Regions from separate parts of the Xenopus laevis genome. Here region 2 is linked to region 1. A link is a contact called in public Hi-C data. All regions are on one chromosome and are shown on one strand. Each heading gives the region's core, a stretch centred on a gene start, on an enhancer-like site or on the middle of the called end of the contact. The rest is flanking DNA. Distances are from core to core; before and after follow the strand shown. Region 1 overlaps tnrc6a.L (trinucleotide repeat-containing gene 6A protein). Region 2 has its middle 23 kb from the start of tnrc6a.L.

Evidence for each region. A called contact is a pair of places that touch in the nucleus more often than the background predicts.
Region 2: a Hi-C map of the XL177 cell line shows a contact between it and region 1, with 4 times the contacts expected there. The contact joins two enhancer-like sites. A contact is called at or near these places in 2 of 4 Hi-C or Micro-C datasets (the XL177 cell line and the XTC cell line).

Annotation. Positions count from the first base shown.
Region 1 is chr9_10L:117,249,198-117,252,546 of Xenopus_laevis_v10.1, reverse strand. tnrc6a.L (trinucleotide repeat-containing gene 6A protein) reads left to right here. Exons shown (of 22, transcript XM_018236555.2): 21 at 1-104; 22 at 2,673-3,349. The coding sequence ends at 3,039. Among protein-coding and RNA genes, the nearest start is that of LOC108701642, 40 kb to the right of the region's middle. Within about 2 kb of position 1,731, at least 1 of the 7 cell types and tissues checked has an H3K27ac peak or open chromatin away from gene starts, as enhancers often do.
Region 2 is chr9_10L:117,331,442-117,334,790 of Xenopus_laevis_v10.1, reverse strand. No RefSeq gene overlaps it. Among protein-coding and RNA genes, the nearest start is that of tnrc6a.L, 23 kb to the right of the region's middle. Within about 2 kb of position 1,885, at least 1 of the 7 cell types and tissues checked has an H3K27ac peak or open chromatin away from gene starts, as enhancers often do.

The DNA.
Region 1 (3,349 bases), core at 482-2,981:
CATGGGCCTTTGATAACATTCCACCTGAACCTGCCCCATGGTACTGCTCTTGTCCGTTACAGTTCCAAGGAAGAGGTAGTGAAGGCACAAAAGTCTCTGCACATGTAAGTTTTTTTTTTTTTTTTTTAATATTGGGATCTCCTAGTACTGTGAATAATTCACTCGCACCTTTTCATGGCCTAAGGTGCAACTACATACTTCCTAACTCCATAGTTCAAGCATGGGCAGCTTACTGTCTTCAGGCTAAACTGCAACTTCCCTCTGGGAAATGTTCTACCATTACCCATCATTCAACCCGTTGAATCCTTAGTAGGTGCTGTGTAATGGTGTCTTAAAGGAGAAAGAAAGGTTAAAACTAAGTAAGCCTTATCAGAAAGGTCCACCTCAATATACCAGTAAACCCTCAAAGTAATTCTGCTCTGAGTCCTCTGTTAAAAGAAACACAGCATTTCTTTCCTTCTATTGTGTACTCATGGGCTTCTTTATCAGACTTCCTGTTTTCAGCTTAAACCTCCTTGCCCCGGGCGTGAGCATGCTCAGTTTGCTCCTCTTCCCCCCCCCCCCCCCCTCTGTAATCTGAGCCCAGAGCTATGAGTGAGCAGGGAGAGACTCAGGCAGGAACTGATGTCACACCAAACTAATACTGCAGCTGCTATCCTAAACAAACAGAGAGCTTCTAGAGCTTTTTACAGAATAAATATAGTGTTATAGCTTGCACTATTGCAGCTAATCTATTGGGAATAAACTGCCGTAGCTTTCCTTCTCCTTTAAGCTGCCAGTGAGCGGAGGATTTGCCTGCGTGTATATTATCTCGTCTAGTTGATCTAAACTTTTAAGGCCCATGTATGGGGGGGTGGGGGGTACTATTGCTGTTCTGTCATTGTCCCACTTGATTTTACACCTTAACATCCAAAGTGAAATTGCAATCTGCTCCAAATTAATTGGTGGGGGGAAATATTAAAGGAGAACTATTGTGAAAATAAAAATGTAATGAACACGTCATCATACTTAAATAACAAACTTTCTAAATACAATCAATTAAATATTTTGCATTGTTTCTTCAATAATCAAGATCTAACAAAATAACTGCCTTTTGCACAAATTCTGCATGTAGAGAGACATGATGTCTGGTGATTTCAATAGAGTGAGCTCTAATACATCTTCTAGGCAAAAGGAGCCCCCCTATAAGATATATTGGATCTAACTGTCAATGAATATCTGACACCCAACTCCTGCATGAAAAGAGAAATGTAGAGAACACAGGGATGTTGCCTATTAGACACACCTATAGGTTTTAACCTGGGTGTGTTGGCCCCCAACTATGACTGCATATTTTGGCATTTACTACTATTTGTAAAACTGATTGACCAAGGTATTAACTACACAAAATTTCATACAATTTGTTGGTTCGGGGATCGAATGAGTTTAGTGGATGTGATCAGTGGATGCACCTTTTCAGCCAGTGCATGGTGTATCGGCAGATTCTGTTCTAATGCTACGAGTTCTCTGCATGAATGTTGAGAATAGGAAGGGGGTCACACTGTGTGAGATCCATCATTTGGTCCACATATGAAGCGTTACATCGATAATCCATTTATGGATCCGTAAGGCGTTAGCTCATATGGGTGATGCCCATATAGTTAGTTCTAGTTAGCTGCTAGCTACACCTGTTGTGTGACTTCATCAGAATGAGAATTGGGCCTTTGCTACTGCATTGCTGCTGTGATAAGGTTCACATTAGTTGCCTGCAGCAGACAAAATAAAGCCAAGTCTGTTTTTTTTGTCTGCCCTGTGTTGCTATTAAGTGCAGGTTTTTTGTTTTTTTAATTTGGTTTTTCAATAGGGAGAGGAGGGAAGGGGTTGGGAATGTACAAACAAAACAAGCAAATAAACATACAATTTAGTCTGCATTAAATTCTGTGTGCATAATATTCACAACAAAACTGTTAGTGATACATGTCTATCTTATCTCATGCCAGGAGGGTTAGCTGGGTGTATGAAGGCAGGAGGTAAGGGGCTCATGTTCTGGGTGCACATCTAGCCATGGGGGCATCCTCTGGCTTCATATGTCGGTTTATGTTTATTAGCCCTTTATTTACCAAATACAGCCAGTGTTGCATTGTGGGGGGTTGGGGGACATCCAGTGCATTACTACGGATTTCTTGGCTTAATACAGAGCGGTTTTAATGAGAATTCTAGATCTAGTTAACGGAAGCAGGCCCTCCACTATTCCCAGCAGGCGTGTCAGTCCCAGGGAATGACCGCTGTTCTTGTAAGTGCTCAACCACTTTGGACTAAAAGCTGAAGACCAGGTTGGACTCCCAAACCATATAATAAAAGTTGGCATCAGGCTGTTGGCATTTGGGGCATCTGGCTTTGAGGGTTCTACCGAGCTTCTTTAGCTTAATCGGTGTCATATAGAGCTGGTGTGTGAATTTGAATTGAATAAGTCGGTCTTTAATCGGTATCAGGAAGCCGTACAGGCCCTCAATGGCCTCCTGAGCCTAATGAGTGGATCTCTTACCTGCCATTTTTGTTGAGCTTTAGCGAATGGGTCTGGAGAGCAGAGTAGTAATGACCTATAGAGCCTGGACACCAGTTTACCTTTTCTATTAAGTGCAGGTTTAACAATCAGTCGAATTAATACTTTTTTTTTTTTTGCCCCCCAACAGGTGTGTTTTAGGGAACACTACTATACTTGCTGAGTTTGCCAGTGAAGAGGAGATAAGTCGTTTCTTTGCACAAGGCCAGTCTCTGACTCCTTCCCCCGGCTGGCAGTCCCTTGGCTCTGGGCACAGCCGACTAGGATCCCTAGACAGTCCTCACAGCATCTCGAACCGTGGAGATATCAATCACTGGAACAGTCCGGGAGCTTCTGGCTCTAGCTCTGGAGACCTTCATGGCACTTCTCTCTGGGGCACCCCGAATTATTCAACAAGCTTATGGGGTAACCCGAGTAATGAGGGCAGGGGCTTGAGCAGTCCATCACCTGTCCCCGCTTTCCTTTCTGTTGACCAGTTAAACGGAGAGCCCATGTAGCCTTTCTTCTATGACCTCAACTGTCAATTTGCTAAAGCAGCCAGTTGGCTGGACTGTTCACCCTTATCAAATCTGCAGGCTCTGCAGACAGCTCTTCTGCACACTTTCCTTGCAGCCCAAAACATATCAGTTTGAAATACTTGAAATCATGCAGGCCAATATTATAATGTGAAAAAGGAGAAAAATTCTCTCTATATATCTATATATCTATATCTATATATCTATATCTATATATCTATATATAGATATATATATTTACACTTCCACATTAGCGCTATTCATATGATAACTGCGTACAGTGAGCTGTGTG
Region 2 (3,349 bases), core at 636-3,135, 82 kb before region 1:
CAACCTGAGATCCCATATTCTTACCCCCTTCAGCATCACAGGGGCCCCTTGTATAAGGAGAAAGGAGAGATAAGTGCTCTTATGTCTCGTATTAGGAAAAGGGAGATGTACATGCGCTAATGTTTTTGTATTGGAGACATACAATGGGGCAAATTTACTAAGCGGCGAAAATCGCCAGTCTCTTTCTCTAGCGAAGTTACGCCTGCATCTAACACACACACCCAACTCGATTCAATGAAATAGAACCTTCAAAATGTGCATCTCTGTGCAAGCGTGGTTTCCTGCATCTAACCCTGAAAACTGTATTGTATAAGATGTAAAGATGTTAATCCAATGTAGAAAACAGTGTTTAATAAACAACTTGTATGAGGAAAAAAATAAATAAATAAATTAAGCCCTGGAAGGTACACAGTGGCCCCAACAGCTTTCAGCATTTAGCAGAGTTTCCAGATTGCCAGTTTGATCCTTCTCTTTTAGGTGCTTTGAGGTCTGTTTATTTGGAGGAGGGAAATGGTAGGGGACCCTTCCTCTTCCTTCCAAAATTGGCAGTTTGATCCTTCTCTTTTAGGTGCTTTGAGGTCTGTTTATTAGAAGGAGGGGAGAGGTAGGGACCCTGGGGCCCATGTACAGGGTCAAACTGGACCAAACTGGGACACTGGGTAAAAACCCGGTGGGCCCCGGCCCTTATGGGCTCAGCCGCCCAGACCCGCACCTGTTTACAGCCCACACTGCCCCCTGATCTAATCCTCCCCCCCTTTCTCCGCTGCAACTACGTGTATGTGCGGGGGGCCCAGAGGGGGGTTTGCAATTGAGGCGGGGAGCCTTTAGGGGGGTTGTGGAAGAGGCAGGGGCAGATCTGTACTGAGAATCAAAATAATCCATTTTAGGTACACAGAGGCCCAAACAGCCCAATAAATAGTGAGTGTCTATAGCATGTTACAGAAGTCCTGGCATTTGCCAGAACCCACAGATTGCCTGGGCAAAGGGGCCCGGAATGGGATGGGGCTGCTGTGGTAGACGCACCACTGGGCCTCCGAATCTCCAGTCCAACGCTGCCCATGTATTAGGAAGAGGAGAGAAGTAGGGACCCTGGGGCCCATGTATTATAGGAGGGGAGAGGTGGGAGGTTTAAAGAAGGTTGGGTCTCTGTTTCCCCTGTATTAGGAGCAGGTAGAATTGCCACCTAGTCGGTACATTAGCAGCCTGGCTTATAAATATACAGCTTGATGTGAATATTAATAGTGCAGAGAAGAAACCATATAACTAGGCCGGCACTTTTTCCCAGAGAATGTGGCAACCCTAGGAGCAAGTAAGAGGCAGTTGCTCTGATGTCTGTGTATTAGGAGAAGTGGAGAGGTAGGTTGTTAAACCTGTTCATCCAAATCATAATATATTTTCCTTGGCTCTGTGACATAAACCTGAAAATGAAAGAACTGAGAGATGGATGGGATAGCAGCATCACTAAATCGACACCCCTCCTCATCTGTAAAATCTGGGCAAATTTGTCCTAGAAAATTCAGAGTTTTTACCCAAAACCAGCAATAGATGGCGCTCTCCTGCTGATTTACAATAGACTGTAGTTCTGCAGGTGACATTTAGTCTCGGGGAGGTGGCAGGGCTTCTGTACATGAAAGAAAATAATAAACCTTCCCGACTCAGACATTACAGAAGTGCTATTAATATATTTCTAACAAGAGGCACCCACAGCCCTTCACACTCTTCATACTCTTCATACTCTTCCTCCCGTCTCCCTGCACAAGCCTGGGCTTCTCCCCTGCATTAAGGGACCCTGGTGCATTACCAGGGCAAGTAGGGACAATGTGCCACTCCCCTCCCCCCTCCTCCCCAACCAACCTATAATATCCGCACATATACAGGTTAATGATTAGGGTGTAGTTCAGCTGCAGTGCCAGGGAAGTGTGCAGTGCATCCTGGGATACGGGTGTAAGTATGTAGTGCTCCAGGCAATCAATGAATGCAGTCTTCTGAATGAAAGATAAATATATCCTGTGAATGACTATGAACATTATTGTTTCCCTGGAATCTTCATTGTTGTGGCTGAGGATGAAAAAAGACAAGGGAATCCTACTGAACCTGCACCTGTACTCACACCATTGGGTGCAACGCGTTTCAAGCATTGTCCCCCCCAACCCCAATTGCTGTCATTGCCCTTAAAGTAATATGTACACATTCCCATTGATATTTTAGTTGCTAGAAAAGAAGAGAAATCATATTCAGTGGGTAACTATAGAGGAGGCTCCTGCAGTCGTGGGATAGGGGGTCCTGGATCATGGGGTCAGTTACCTTTATAACTCTGCTAGAGAGCTGGAAAATGTGTGCACATGCAAGTGGATTTCTGAGCATGTCGGGCCCCTCCGAATATTATTTGGCAGGGAGGACTGGTGCCCTATAGTTATGTGCCTGACCATATTCTTTGGTTACCCAAGTGGCCTCCAGCCCATTGACACCTGCAGTTCCAATAGAGATCTATGGGATCAGCGCTGCTTCCTTCCAGCCAGTATTTTACTGACCTAACCTGTAAAATGTAATTGTTGGCATATTGTTATAATCTCTAAATTGAGCCCCTGACCTGCCCCCAATCCGATCCAATCTTACCTTTTTTCTTCCCCGATTTGCTCAATAACTCTCCCTGCCCTGGAGCACACAAGTTAAGGCCCCCCATACAAGGGCAGATATAAACTGCTGACAGATTAAGTCGGCAGTGTATGGGACCCTCCAATAGGCTTCCCCAAAAGTCGTCCAGATGTCGATTGGTCGGGCTTAAAACTCCCGTCGGATCAAGGAACGAATCGATTAGTTGATGCAGTCATCGATCCGACTGCCCGTTTTCTCCTCGCTATGATCCGATCTTTCTTGATCGGATCAGCCCGATGTTGCCTGGGCACACTCTTGTTACGATGCTGAATGTTTTAGAAATGGAGTAGCCCTAGCCCTACCATTTAGGGCAAAGACGCATGCTCAGATTCGGGGAGATTTAGATGCCCGTCGTCAAATCAACTCATCTTCGGGTGACTAATCGCCTAGAATGTAAATCGTCGATGGGATGGCACTCGGATCGCTTTGTTTTCCGAAGTTGCCAAAACTTTCCTCGTGAGGCAACTTCGGAAAACGAAGTGCACCAATTGCCATCCCGCCGGCAATTTACATTGTAGCCAGCAGGAGGCAGTTCCGGGAGATTAGTCGCCCCGAAGAAGAGGAGATCTGTCGCTAAGCGTCTGAATCTCCCGAATCTGAGCGTCTCTGCCCTTAAGCTGGTCATAGACGCAAGGATCCAATTGTACAAATCATCGTACGATCGGACTTCCCCATCTCCCGACCTGCCACTAAC